Linked DNA regions of Sus scrofa: all the other regions are linked to region 3. Evidence: chromatin contacts called from public HiChIP or PLAC-seq data. All regions are on one chromosome and are shown on one strand. Each heading gives the region's core, a stretch centred on a gene start, on an enhancer-like site or on the middle of the called end of the contact. The rest is flanking DNA. Distances are from core to core; before and after follow the strand shown. Region 1 overlaps PKD2 (polycystin 2, transient receptor potential cation channel). Region 2 holds the start of SPP1 (secreted phosphoprotein 1). Region 3 holds the start of HERC6 (probable E3 ubiquitin-protein ligase HERC6).

Region 1 (4,429 bases), core at 276-2,775, 370 kb after region 3:
CGGATTTCCAGTATCTCTTCCACCACATAGTAAAGGATAAAGAAGCAAAAGATAATCTCGCAGGCTGCCAGGAAGAAGTCGAAAGTTGTGACATACTGGATCAGCTTTACAGGCTGAAATTGCCAAGATGGAATCACTCCGCCTGTGGCTGGGAACTCGACCAATAACCTGCGTTGCAACAAGAACAATTAAAACAATAGCCGCATCAGCACTGACAACACGTGGAGGCAGCCAGGAAAGGACACCATCTATTCTGTCCCTGCATGAGAAGGTAATAAAACCGCAACCGCAACTCACCCCAAATGAGTGGCAAACTATTTTTATGACAGGAACTCCATCCTTGTAGAATTCTGTGTCACAAAAGGAATAAGACTTCCTGGGGCCTCTCAGATTAAAGAGATCCTTCCTTCTCAGTCTCCCATTCACTTTTCTCAAATTTATACCACTCAAAATGTTGTATGTACTTTTTTTTTTTCTTTTTAGGGCCGCACCTGTGGCATATGGAAGTTCTCAGGCTAAGAGTCAAATAAGAGCTGCAGCTGCCGGTCTACACCACAGCGCACAGCAACGCCAGATCCTTAACCCACCGAGCAGGGCCAGGGATCAAACTCGTATGCTCATGGATACGAGTCAGTTTCGTTTCCACCGAGCCACTATGGGGACTCCGTATACTTGTTTTTTAAATGCAGAAGTTAATCAACAAACAAGCCTTTCTAGGACTTCTATTAAATGCCAGTCATTCAAGTAGGCAATGAAAAACATAAATATACATCATCTTCATAAATAGGATGAGAAGTAGGATGAGAATTTCATATACATATAGAGATAGCGACTGAGTTTCTCATTCATGCACTTGGTAACAACAAAGGAGCACGGGATAATTTGCCTAGGGGGTACTTTGGCTATTGAGACTTAGAGCCTTATAGTCAATCGGTGTTTGGTAAATGTCTGACTGTCTGACCCAGTAACCTACGTTTTCACATTCATAGCCTTGGCACCGGTCTTCAGCGCTTTATCAGAACTGAAGATGTTTCTTGCCAAATTCGCATTGTCACAGAGATGCGAATTGTCATTCGTAGATGTCACAGAGAAAGTTACATGATCCACTTAATGGTACAATCTCCCCATCGCACTGGAAATAGAATCTCTAGCTCCCTAATTTTAGGACATCTGCAAAACCTCTAGTCCACGCAGGCGTCACCATCTCTCCCATGACAGGACGGGCGGGACAGGTGGCCACTCCTAGAAGCTGAGTGTCTAGGGTTCAAGCATGAGCAATAATCAAGTACAGGTAGGGACCATGGCCAGTGAGAGCTGGTCAAAGCACGAGCCACCTTCCTTCCTTTGCACTATCCGCCTGCTGGCTTCTTCCTATTGGATGTGCTGGAGAGCGGGGCTGAGAACCACACACTCAGGACAGCAACACTGAAACAAAGAGTCTCGTGACAGCCGCTGTGTGAACGTGCAAGGCAGGAAGTGGCTGCTGTGTGCTGAGTCACTCTCCCAGCTCCAGTCTGATTCTGCACTGTCACCCCCTCCAGAAACTGAAGCAACAGTTAAGAGAAATGAAGCAACTGCCTGGACAACAGTCACTCGGAAAGCATGTGGAGGAAGTGAAAGACATACTCGTTTATACCTTCTATAAATAGATATTTCCTTAAATGTCAGCGCGTCCTGCCTGCTTTTTAATCCTCTTCCTGTGCTCCCTGGAATCATTCATAATTGCAGTAGATTTTCATACATTTTTTAGTGATAACTCTTACTTGATTTAATATGATATTATTTTCTACCAAAGTTGTTACAGACTGGGAAAATCCAACGAGCTCTGTAATGCAGAGTTGAGTTTAGCCTCAAAAATAATCACCAAATAAGGACATCACGAGAATTTATCCTTCTTGTTTGGCGGAAGTAATTCATGGCGACAACGTTTGGATGTTGCTGCCACGTTCACCTGGAGGATTAAAGTGGGTGAACTCAGGATTCCTCTTGTCTCGTCCCACTTTTTTAGAGCATGTTTTACCTTCTAATATGCCATTTAATTCATTTGTTTTTATTGTTTTTCTCTCTTACCTCTCTTATCTAGTTGAATGTGAACTCTACAAGGGCAGGGATCTTTATTCTGTTCACCGATGCCTCCCAAGAGTCTTGAACAGCGCCTGGCACATACTGAATGGCCACTAAATGCTCGCTGAATGAATGCATGAACAAGAAGCCCCAGGCAAGCCAGTGGGGTCTTTGCCAGCGTCCTATCACCGGAGCAGTCCTGATCGCAACGTCATGGGGTCTGTAGAAGGAACGTGACCCGCTCTTGGTAGATCTCAAACACGAGCAGATCCTCGAATAGGAACCCAGGCATCGCTCCTGCCTACTGCACCTGTGTTCTAATAGCATGCGCTTCATCAGAGAGTGGGAAACTAAGGGAGCGGAATCAAGATTTGATGGCTGGGGGCCTCGGTAACAGAGCACGGAGCACCAATCATCCTTCACGTGGGAAAGGGTAGATGTTAGCCAAACACAGTGCTTTATCTGGGAATGTTCCAGCTTTGGGATGCACCTGGCCCAGACCTAAGGTTCCTCCCAACTTAGAATATTCAAGGATCCTAACTTCCTTCCGCCAGATATCCCTATCCTGGGAAGCTTGGTTTCCGCCCCACCTTGCTGTCAGCTCTGATCCGTGACATTCTCATTTAGCCAACGGCAGGCAGCCGTGCTCTGGCCTATTTCCACCCTAGGATGGATACAAACACACAGAAGTGGGAAGGATGCGTGTGGCCTTGTACACACCTGATCACACAGAACAGGTTGATGTTGGCGTTGTACACGGAAAAGTCAATAAACGTTGCGCGGGTTCCTCGGTCCAGCCAGGCGTGTTTCCTGAGGTGAGCCAGCTGAGCGGCCGTTTCCTCTCTTGTTCTCGACAAATCCAGGTAATAGCCAGCTCCGCTGTACGTCGTGAGCATTCCCCAGTGGCTACTCCCATTCAAGTCTTTTTCGCTTGTGTAGATCCAACTAATGAAAAAACAGAATGAGAACAAACCAAATGGATAAAATCAAGGAAGCCAGGGGCTATTACAAAGACAACTGGTTCCTGGTAAGATAAGAGTATGGAATAAATAAATTCCCATCAAGCTGGGTAATGTGAGTATTTTTCTTTCTTTCTTTTTGGTCTTGTCTTTTTTAGGGCCGCACCTGCGGCATGTGGAGGTTCCCAGGCTAGGGGTCGAATCGGAGCTGTAGCCACTGGCTTATGCCAGAGCCACAGCAATTGGGATCCAAGCCGTGTCTGTGACCTATACCACAGCTCATGGCAGCGCCGGATCCTCAACCCACTGAGCCAGACCAGGGATCGAACCCGAAACCCCATGGCTCCTAGTCAGATTCGTTAACCACTGTGCCACGACGGGAACTCCAGCATTTGGGACTATAATCCAAACACGTACAGAAGCTCTCAGGAACCAGATATCTCTTTGGCATTAATGAGGCTATAAAGATGAACCAAGGCCCTTTCCCTCGCAGATTTATAATACGCGGCGAGAGAAAAGTTGTAATTGAACAGTGAAAATACGAGGTAAATGCAAAGAAGTGCAGGGAGACACAGCAACACTGCTCAGGCTGATCCGAGGAAAGTCAGCCTTCTTGGCGTGTCCAGCGATGGCAAAGGGCAGTCAGAGAAGGCTTTGGGAAGAAGCCGGGTCGGACCTGGGAAGTAGGGCGAGCCTGGCACAGGTGGCTGGGAGGGCCAGAGCCAAGCAGGACCAGAGGAGTCCAAGGCCCTACTAGTGAGGGAGCTTGATGTGGCTCCCGTGTGACGAAGGAAAGACCGCTGGAAGGTGGACTGTGGTCAGAGGGCCAGGGGCGGGCCTGACGGTCCCCGAGGGAAGGTCTGTGGAAGGCAGAGAGCGGGGTTACTCTGCTGGCTGCGGGGGAGAACGCTTCCTTCTGGGCGGGAAGGCGGAACACAGCGGGTCTGAGACCACCTTCCCTCAAGAGGGCCTGCTTGCGAGGTGGGACCGTGGCTGGCATCAGGAATGTGGGTGATAAACGGCTCCCTCTGCTGATATAAAACTTGCCCGGGCTGGCAGAGCGCTCACTGGCCCAGGCTGTCTGCACAAACACGGCGGCTTGTGCCACCGCCTGCTTCCCTCCTGGGAGTCAGGGATCTGGGGACAGCTCACAGAGGCCGCCTGCGACAGCAGCCCATACACCCAGCAGGCACCGAGTCTCTGATGAGCTCCTCCGGCGGGTAACACTTCCTACGTGTTGTCACAGCTTGTGACTGGAGGAACAAAGCATGTCCTGTGTGACTCCACTGGGAGGGGACCTTTGGCACTTGGTCTCCTCCAGACTTTGCCCCACGTGGCTGTCACTTCCGCTGCGTTTGCATCTATTCTTTCACTGCAGTAAACCTTAGCCGGGTACATACGTGCTG
Region 2 (4,202 bases), core at 726-3,225, 420 kb after region 3:
ATGATTTTCCATCATGGTCTATCCCAGGAGATTGGATATAGTTCCCTTTGCTCTGCAGTAGGACCTTGCTGCCTATAGATTTTCTTTTTATGATGGCCTTCTCAGCAAATATCTTAGGAGCTCTTGGGACTGTTCTGGTTATACCAACTCACCAATGTGTGAGGTGAATTTTAAACTTGACCTGCCCCCAAGTACAGCAAAAGATGGAATTTCGTGCTACTGGAACAGTGTGTTGACTCATGGGAACAAAAAACCACACAAGTTCATAGAACTCATTTTACGTAAATGATAATGGCCCAGAGCAAGATTTTATTCTATTAAAATATTTAGTTTGGTTTTAGGAGATGACAGTAATTAAAAGCAATCCTGTGCGTGGTACTGGCCTAGAACCGTAGCAGGCATTCAATACATACTTCTAACTTATTTTGTTTAACTATGAAATAAGTAAAATTGCCGTATGTTTGTAGTATATCTTGCACCAGTGGCATCGACAATTTAACCAGATGATAAACCTTAAAGATACTCACCAGCTTTTCCTCCGAGCTGCCAGAATTAGTCTGTTTAACCTTTGAAATAGAACATGGGAAGAAAGATTACAGTGAGAATGAGTTCCTGGCACACTGAAGCACACAATTCATTTATTTGGGGGAATTCTGTTTAAGATTCAGCTGTACTCACTGGAAGGGCAGAGGCGAAGCCCCAGAGGCAGAAGGCTATCACTGCAATTCTCATGGTAATGATTTTCCTGCAAAATACTTTGTAAGAAATATTTGATCTTCTCCTAGGTTAAAACAATGACATCTTTTCAAGCCACCACATTACAAAATAATCACGAAAAATATATATATATATTTTTTTCCTATAGAAATACTCTCTACTACTTAGAGAAAAATTTTTTCTTTTTAATTTTATGATCCTTTGAGTTAATATTTGTTAGGGCACCTCTATTTTCCATCTCTTACTGTTAGGCAAGAGAGAGGGGGATTACATACAAGTCTTATTTAGTCCCCTTTAAAATGTAGAGTTTCAGAGATATGCCATCACTACCCGATATCTCCAGCCATCTAAACCTAAAAACAGATCAACAGTAATTTAATTAAAATAATAAGCTAGAAGGGGAACACATTTTTTTTCAAAGACGAAAAATACAAAGAGAAAGAGGGAAAATAAAAGGAAAGAGAGAAAGAAACTTGCTGTCTCCATTTTCCAGCATGCATTTCAAGGGCGATTTTTCAGCTTAAATTATTTAAAAGGTGCTACTTAAGTGAAATGAAGCTGTCTCTAGAGTTAGTAATTTAAGTAAGGTGTTCTAAAATTTGAAATGAAAAATTAAACACTGAGAGCAGTTCACAGCCTTTCTATTTGTAAGTCTTCATAATGTCATGTGGGTATTTTGGTGAAAATGTTAACAGCTAAATACAGGGGTGAAAATATTCAGAAAGGGTTTCTTTCCCTTGAAAACAGGTAAGTCAAGTCATTAAAAATTAGCATTATCACCAGCTTAACATTACCACTAAATATTATTTTCCTTCTAAATGTCTCCACCATCAACTGTCCATTTAAAATGATGCAGATACCATCGTAGCTACATATAATACATAGGCATAGAATTTTATTTTTTTTCTGATGGCAAGAAGTAGTTATAATTCTTTTGAGGACTCCGTGGACATATTTTTAAGTTTTATATTTGACTGTCTTTCAAAATAGCCAGTCACCTTTCCCGCAGGAGATCTGCCCTGGATCTGACATGCTTGTTGGAAAGACTCTTAGAACAATTTTAAGTCTGATTACCAGCGTTTGCGGTTAAACCCTTCTCCTGACAACTTGACCTTCCCCGTGAAATGAAACAGTGCCTACCTACGACAGCAACCATCAGCGGGCTGTAGGCTTACCTTGGTCTGCAGCCCCGCGAAGAGTCCAGTCCCGGGAGCAATGCTGATGCGGCTGTCAGTGCTGCCCTCTGGCCTCCGCTCGCTGCTGACAGCCTGGACCTCCCCTGAATTTAAAGGCTGCACCAGACATCCGCCACCAACACAGGGGGCGGAGAGATGTGTCATGAGGTTTGTGCCACTGCCCAACCCACTTGCTCCCACACTTCCCCCTCTGGTTTTGTGGTTACAACACACACACACACACACACACACACACACGCCCTCTGCAGTTAAAACATTACTTATGTACAATGTCATTAACTAGCTTTTTCGTGAATAGGATTGGCTCTCAGCATCCTGGAAGGGCATCTCTGGGTCCCCTAAAAAAGCGGGGGGCGGGGAGAGAAATGACTAGTTCTTACAAAGACTATATTAACTCTGAATTAGAAGAAAAAATATTACAGAAATCAGTCCTAAATAGAATTAAATAGGATGGATTTTTGTTTCTTTTGGTTGAAATAACAGATTAAGGTAATATATGCAACCAAGTTTGCCTTACAGTTGTACTTATTTCTGGCGACAAGGCTATATTGTTCAGGCACACAAAGAGTTCTGCCAGCTTCTCTCCATTTCGACTAAAGCTCTGTTTTGTGATTCCAAATGTGCAGCAGCTTGTCATTTAGACAAGTGGCATTGGTCACGTTCAAATCCACGTTCATGTCTATTAAATCGGATTTACCATTGTAAATCCGAGACCTTTCAAGGACATGGATTTTTGAATGGTTTGGAGGTGATGAATCTGATAATTGCTATGTCAGACAGAAGAATGGTAATTTATTCTCAATGTGGCAGAAGTCAAGCAGTTTCTGACTGAGGGCAGGGTTACTGCTTGAAAGTGATGCTTCAGAAACAAGACATGGCTTTGCCTGCCATCCTGCTGCTAATTAGCCCTGTAACTTTGGGCAAATCACTGAGCCTTTCTATACCAGTTTCTTCATCTGTCAAATATGCATGCTATTACCTTGTTCATGGAGGTTTTGAGAGGTTTAAGTGAATTAGTGTGTGTAAAACTAATGATACTTGGCACATATATGCAAATGCCTTGCATATTTTAAACTGTATAATGTGTTAATTATTATTAAAATTTTTAGGAGGAACAGGTAGTCATGATTTGTGAATCTTTAAATGGAATAGGCTATTAAAATGCGACCAGATGTAAGGTTTTTTGGTTGTTTTTTTTTTAAGGGCTGCACATGCTTCACATGGAAGTTCCCAGGCTAGGGGTTGAATCGGAGCTGCACCTGCTGGCCTGCACCACAGCCACAGCCACGCCAGATTGGAGCCATGTCTGCGAACTACACCATAGGTCATAGCAATGCTGAATCCTTAACCCACTGATGGAGGCCAGAGATCGAACCTGTGTCCTCATGGATAGTAGTCAGATGCATTATCGCTGAGCCACAAATGGGAACTCCAGATGTAGCATTTTTAAACTGTGCACATCAACAGGCTAATTGGCACACATCTGCGGGAATGGATTAGGTTTCTGAACTGTCTTTTTCTAGTGTTTTTTCCCAGGATATATAAAGTTGGTTACTTAAATGAAAATTAAATATAAAATTTTATATTAAAAAACTTTACTGGGTATTGAAAAAGTGTTTGAAAGAAAACTGGAGATGAAAGTTGAATATTGGAACAAAGTTCAGGGTAGTAGAGCTCTGAGCCCATTTGAAACATTTAATATTGTTTGACGTTACTTACCCTCTTCATCTCCCTTTCTCAGTTGTGAAAGGAGCTTGCAGTAGTCATTTATCTCACACCTCCACTGTAAGACTCACGTGTAAGATGAGACTGAAGATAAATGGTCCTATTTATTATTAGTCCTAAGGAGTCAGTTCCTATTTACCAAATATTCATTTTAACATAAATACAGGTTAAGCAATTTTTTTGCAGTGCTAGTATAATTAATCCATAGATTTGTTGGGTGGAAATGTCACTTTCAAATTGGATGCATTTCAAATGAATTGATATTGTTGCTTTGTGAGTGCTAAGCACACATTTTAATAATTCGGATGGCAGCTGTCTCTATAAAATATAAAGTACACAGGTTATCAGGTTGCAAAACCAGATTTCTCATTTCTGCTCTTAAAAACTGTTTTTTCCCTTTAAACACATTACTCACTTAAGTTTGTCATATTGTCAGTGTCGTGGAGGGAAGTTCACAAATTCTAAAAACAGCCAAGATTTCCGCAGGATTCACTATGGTTTACTCTGTGCCCACGGGAATGGTCTAATATGAACGTAGACAGTTATAGGAATAGATTCTGCTGG
Region 3 (4,277 bases), core at 285-2,784:
TTGTTGTTGTTTGTTTGTTTTTGCTTTTCAGGGCCGCACCTTCTGCATATGGAAGTTCCCAGGCTAGGGGTTGAATCAGAGCTGCAACTGCCAGCCTACACCACAGCCACAGCAATGCAGGATCCCAGCAGCGTCTGCAGCCTACACCACACATCACTGGCAACTCCAGATGCTTAGTCCACTAAGTGATGGAACCTGCATCCTCTTGGATCCTAGTGGGGGGGTTGTAACCACTGAGCCGGGACGGGAACTGCAATGATTAGCGATTTCTTTCCCTATTTTTCTACAATGATAGTAAAATCGCTACCACATATATTTACATAATACATATGTTAACTACTATTAGGTACATTAATTTTAGGGAAAAAAGAGGCCCTACAGTAATTCTGAGGGAGTTACAGGTGCCCAAAGCACAAAGCACGTTTGGAAAGTTACTCTGTTCAGATAGATTCGCGCAGGTAAGGACTGGTCTCGAAAGGCAACTTTGCTCAGAGGCAGGCAGTCCAATTTAGTTTGGCTTTCAGTTTCCTTTTGAAAATAAAACTACTAGAAACCGAAACAAACCCGAGGCTCCTCGGGAAAACGAAACTGGTGAGTTGCGCTCTGGCTGCGCGGAGCACCGTTCTCCCGGCTCCTATGGCCAGGCGGACCCAAGGCTCCCAGCCCCGCCACCTGCCTGACCCCGCGCCCCGCACCTGCGTCCCGGCGCTCACCTGGTCGCTCCCCGCGCTGCACGCCCTTCCGGCCCAGCTGGCCGTGGCTGTTGTCCCCGCACGACTGGACCGCGCCGTTGCTCAGCAGCAGCAGAGAGTGCCGCTCCCCGCTGGCCGCCTGCAGCAGCGCGTCGCCTCCCGGGCCCGCCGGCCCCGGGTTCTGCGACCTGGGGCGGTCCCCGCTCCAGCAGAAATACATCGCGCTCCCGCACACAGCCGCCTGCCCGAGTCCTTGCGCTCCTGCCCGCTCGGCCAGCAAGTCAGACGGATGTGCGCTGACTTTCCGGAAAACACCAGGCTAAGTGAACCGCGCCCTTGCTGAAAGCGCGCTGGGGTCCAGCTCGCTCCCCGCCCTCTGTCCCCAGCACTGCCCCGGCACTCGTCATCCCGACGCCTCCCCACGAACCGCTTTCGGAATCAAACGTAAGCCGGCAAGTGCTAAGGAGCAGAGGGACCCCAAAAGAAAAGCGTCTGGATTTGCATCCTAGCTAAGCCGTTTACAAGCTGTGCGACTCTGAGCAAGATACTTAACGATTCTGTGCCTCCGCTACCATGCCAATGAAATGTGGACAGTAATACAGCAAATCTAACATAATTTAATAGATAATATTGTGTTGGAATAATGCCTAGAGTACTTAGTAAAAGCATCAGCATGCCTCTTCTAGACTGTTTTTGGCACTGAAAGTGCAAAATCCTCGTGATGCTTGTATTCATTCTCCTGTTTACATGCAAATAAACAGTAAAATGTCAAGTGGCCACATGAAGAAAAATAAAACAGTAAAGGAACAGAGGATAGGGACAGAAAGAATTAGCGTTTTTGATAAGATATCAGGGAAGGGCTCTCTGATGAAGTGACATTTGAGCAGAGAGCCAAGGGCCTGGGAAAGGAAATGAGTGAAATGAGTCATGTTCATATCTGGGATGAAGGGTGAAGTGGAGCATTTGGAGACTTTTGAGCAGAGAAGTGATATGATCTTTAACTTTAAAAGAATTACTCTGGGAGTTGCCGTCATGGCTCAGCAGTTAGCGAACAGACTAGCATCCATGAGGACGCAGGTTCAATCCCTGGCCCCACTCAGTGGGTTAAGGATCCGGTGTGGCCGTGAATTGCGGTGTAGGTCACAGACACTGCTCAGATCTGGCGTGGCTGCGGCTGTGGCTGTGGCACAGGCCGGTGGCTACAGCTCTGATTCGACCCCTAGCCTGGGAACCTCCCTATGCCGCAGGTGCAGCCCTAAAGAGCAATAAATAAATAAGTAAGTAAATAAATAAATAAATTTATTTTAAAAAATCACCTGGAGAACAAAACTGTAAATGTAATGTGCAGTTTCTGTCCCCAGTACTAAGTACAGTGTGTGCCACAGTAAAAGAACTCAAATGTCAGCGAGATAGTGAATAAAGAAATAGAGAAAATTCTAGAAAAAGTAGAATTCTCAGTTGACTGTGTTCACGCACTTGGAAACCGTAGCTCCCATCTATAATCATGTTTACCATGGGTTGACTAATTTATATAAAATATCTAATTTGATTCTTTCAAGGGGTTTTCTCAGTTAAGGTTCTGTGGGTTGCGAGTGACGGAAAACATGACCTAAGTTCGCCTAAGCAAAAGGGAAATTTACTGGTAGATTGTATTGTTATTATTCAAAAATATTTGCTGTCCTCTCCACCCTGTGGCGTCAAGTTGGAGCATGTGAATTTGCTCTGGCCAATGGCATGCAAGCAGGAAATGTCTTCCAGGCAGACCATTTAAGAGCCAGTACTTGGCAGACACTGTAAGTCGACTATGGTGGAAAAAATAAAAATCATTTTCAAAAGGGCCAGTTCTTATTTTCCCTACTCTCTTTTTTCCTCCATGACAATAATTGGTGATTTTCTAGATAGAGATTGTTCCATCATTCTGGGTCCCAGGTCAAAACAAAAAAAAAACAAACAAGCTTCAACAGGGTTGCAGCTAATCGATGTACTATAAATGAGAGAGAAATCTTTGTTCTTATAAGCCCCTGAGCTTTTGGGGGGTGTTCCTTAGCCTCTTCTGACGGTCACATAACGGAGACGCCTGTCGGCACGGCTGATTTCAGGAAGTGCTGTCAACAAGGACTGTCAACACAGTTCTGATCGTGTCACTTAACTTTTTGCAGGGTGGTCGGCCTAATGGTATGGAATGATAAACGCAAAATCTTCTGTGTGTAATTTAAGGCCCTCTGTGATTCGCTGGTAACTGCAATTTCATTCATTCATTCTCTCTCTCCCTTTCTCTCTGTCTCTGTCTCTGTCTCTGTCTCTCTCTCTCTCTCACACACACACACACACACACACACACAGTTTACTGTCACAATGAACAGCTCGCCTTTTCCTACTTGATTTTTTCCAAATCCACGCCTTTGTTCATTCTGTATCATTCCGAGAAGAGGGTTTTCTTCTCGCCTTTTCTGTTTATGAAACGATGTGTGTCTCAAATGCCCCATCTCTGTGAAGTGCTTCGTGGACTCCACAACATCCAGGACGGCTTTCTGGGCAACGGACGATGACCTCCGAAGCCACGCTCCCCCCGACGTGACACTGCTCTCACTCCGTACCGCTCTGCTGTGTCACCATGGCCCAGCCAGCCTGTGCAGCCACACCAAATCCTAGCGACGGGTCTGTTACACAAAACAGCGCGTGGCCCTTCGTAAATACCCAATAACTATTAGATGAATTAATTAGGTAAAGCTTGCAGTTAATTTTTTAAAATATTTACCAAATATCCACGAGGGGTATAACAAGGAACAAAGAAAATATAATTATTATCTACATTAGTATTTATTTTATTTATTTTGTCTTTTTGCCAAAATGATTCTACATTTTGACACTCCTGTGGCATATGGAGGTTCCCAGGCCAGGGGTCTAATCGGAGCTGTCACTGCCTGCCTACACCACAGCCACACCAACGCCAACGCCACATCCAAGCCACGTCTGCGACCTACACCACAGCTCACGGCAACACCAGATCCTTAACCCACTGAGCAAGGGCAGGGATCGAACCCGCAACCTCATGGTTCCTAGTCGAATTCGTTAACCACTGAGCCATGACGGGAACGCCTACATTAGTATTTACTTTAGACTTTACAAAATCCTTCCAGCTATTTCACCCTCTGTCCTCACAAGCACAGAGTAAATGGTCATAAGAAGGAAACTATCTGTTCCCAGATGAAGAAGCGAGACTCAGGGAAGTGAAGGTGACTGGTCTAAATTATAGATCAGTAAGTGGAATAGCTCCTGGTTTTTTCTTTCCATTAAATAACCAAGTCTGATAAGCTTTCCTTTCTCAGAGAACACACGGGTGATAAACAGAAAAGCAGCGGACATTGACTGTCATTGTATCTTTAAAATCGAACTTTAGGAGTTCCCGTGGTGGCTCAGTGGTTAATGAATCCGACTAGCCTGGGAACCTGCATATGCTGTGGGAGCAGCCCTAGAAAAGGCAAAAAGACAAAAAAAAAAAAAAAAAGGTAAATATGTTCATGATATTATGTTTCGTGAAAAAGCAACTTACAGTTATATAAGCTCTGCATATATAAAACTGTA

Evidence for each region. HiChIP or PLAC-seq counts read pairs in DNA pulled down with a chosen protein or histone mark.
Region 1: a contact with region 3 is called in an H3K27ac HiChIP or PLAC-seq map of alveolar macrophages. The contact joins the enhancer-like site here to the promoter of HERC6 in region 3. A contact is called at or near these places in 2 of 5 promoter capture datasets (fetal liver and fetal skeletal muscle), 16 of 47 Hi-C or Micro-C datasets (alveolar macrophages, blood, brain and 11 more) and 2 of 2 datasets of contacts at active chromatin or transcription factors (alveolar macrophages and skeletal muscle).
Region 2: an H3K27ac HiChIP or PLAC-seq map of alveolar macrophages shows a contact between it and region 3. The contact joins the promoter of SPP1 here to the promoter of HERC6 in region 3. A contact is called at or near these places in 1 of 5 promoter capture datasets (fetal liver) and 1 of 2 datasets of contacts at active chromatin or transcription factors (alveolar macrophages).

The regions. Positions count from the first base shown.
Region 1 is chr8:131,030,031-131,034,459 of Sscrofa11.1, forward strand. It overlaps PKD2 (polycystin 2, transient receptor potential cation channel), which reads right to left. Exons shown (of 15, transcript NM_001245979.1): 5 at 2,785-3,009; 6 at 1-168. Among named protein-coding and RNA genes, the nearest start is that of PKD2, 27 kb to the right of the region's middle. Within about 2 kb of position 1,526, at least 37 of the 83 cell types and tissues checked have an H3K27ac peak or open chromatin away from gene starts, as enhancers often do. A contact at or near this core is called in alveolar macrophages, embryonic fibroblasts, fetal liver and 3 more, where this site is marked.
Region 2 is chr8:131,083,289-131,087,490 of Sscrofa11.1, forward strand. SPP1 (secreted phosphoprotein 1) reads right to left here and starts at 1,976. Exons shown (of 7, transcript NM_214023.1): 1 at 1,893-1,976; 2 at 679-745; 3 at 528-566. The coding sequence starts at 732.
Region 3 is chr8:130,664,057-130,668,333 of Sscrofa11.1, forward strand. It overlaps HERC6 (probable E3 ubiquitin-protein ligase HERC6), which reads right to left and starts at 1,535. Exons shown (of 22, transcript XM_021100765.1): 1 at 714-1,535. The coding sequence starts at 912.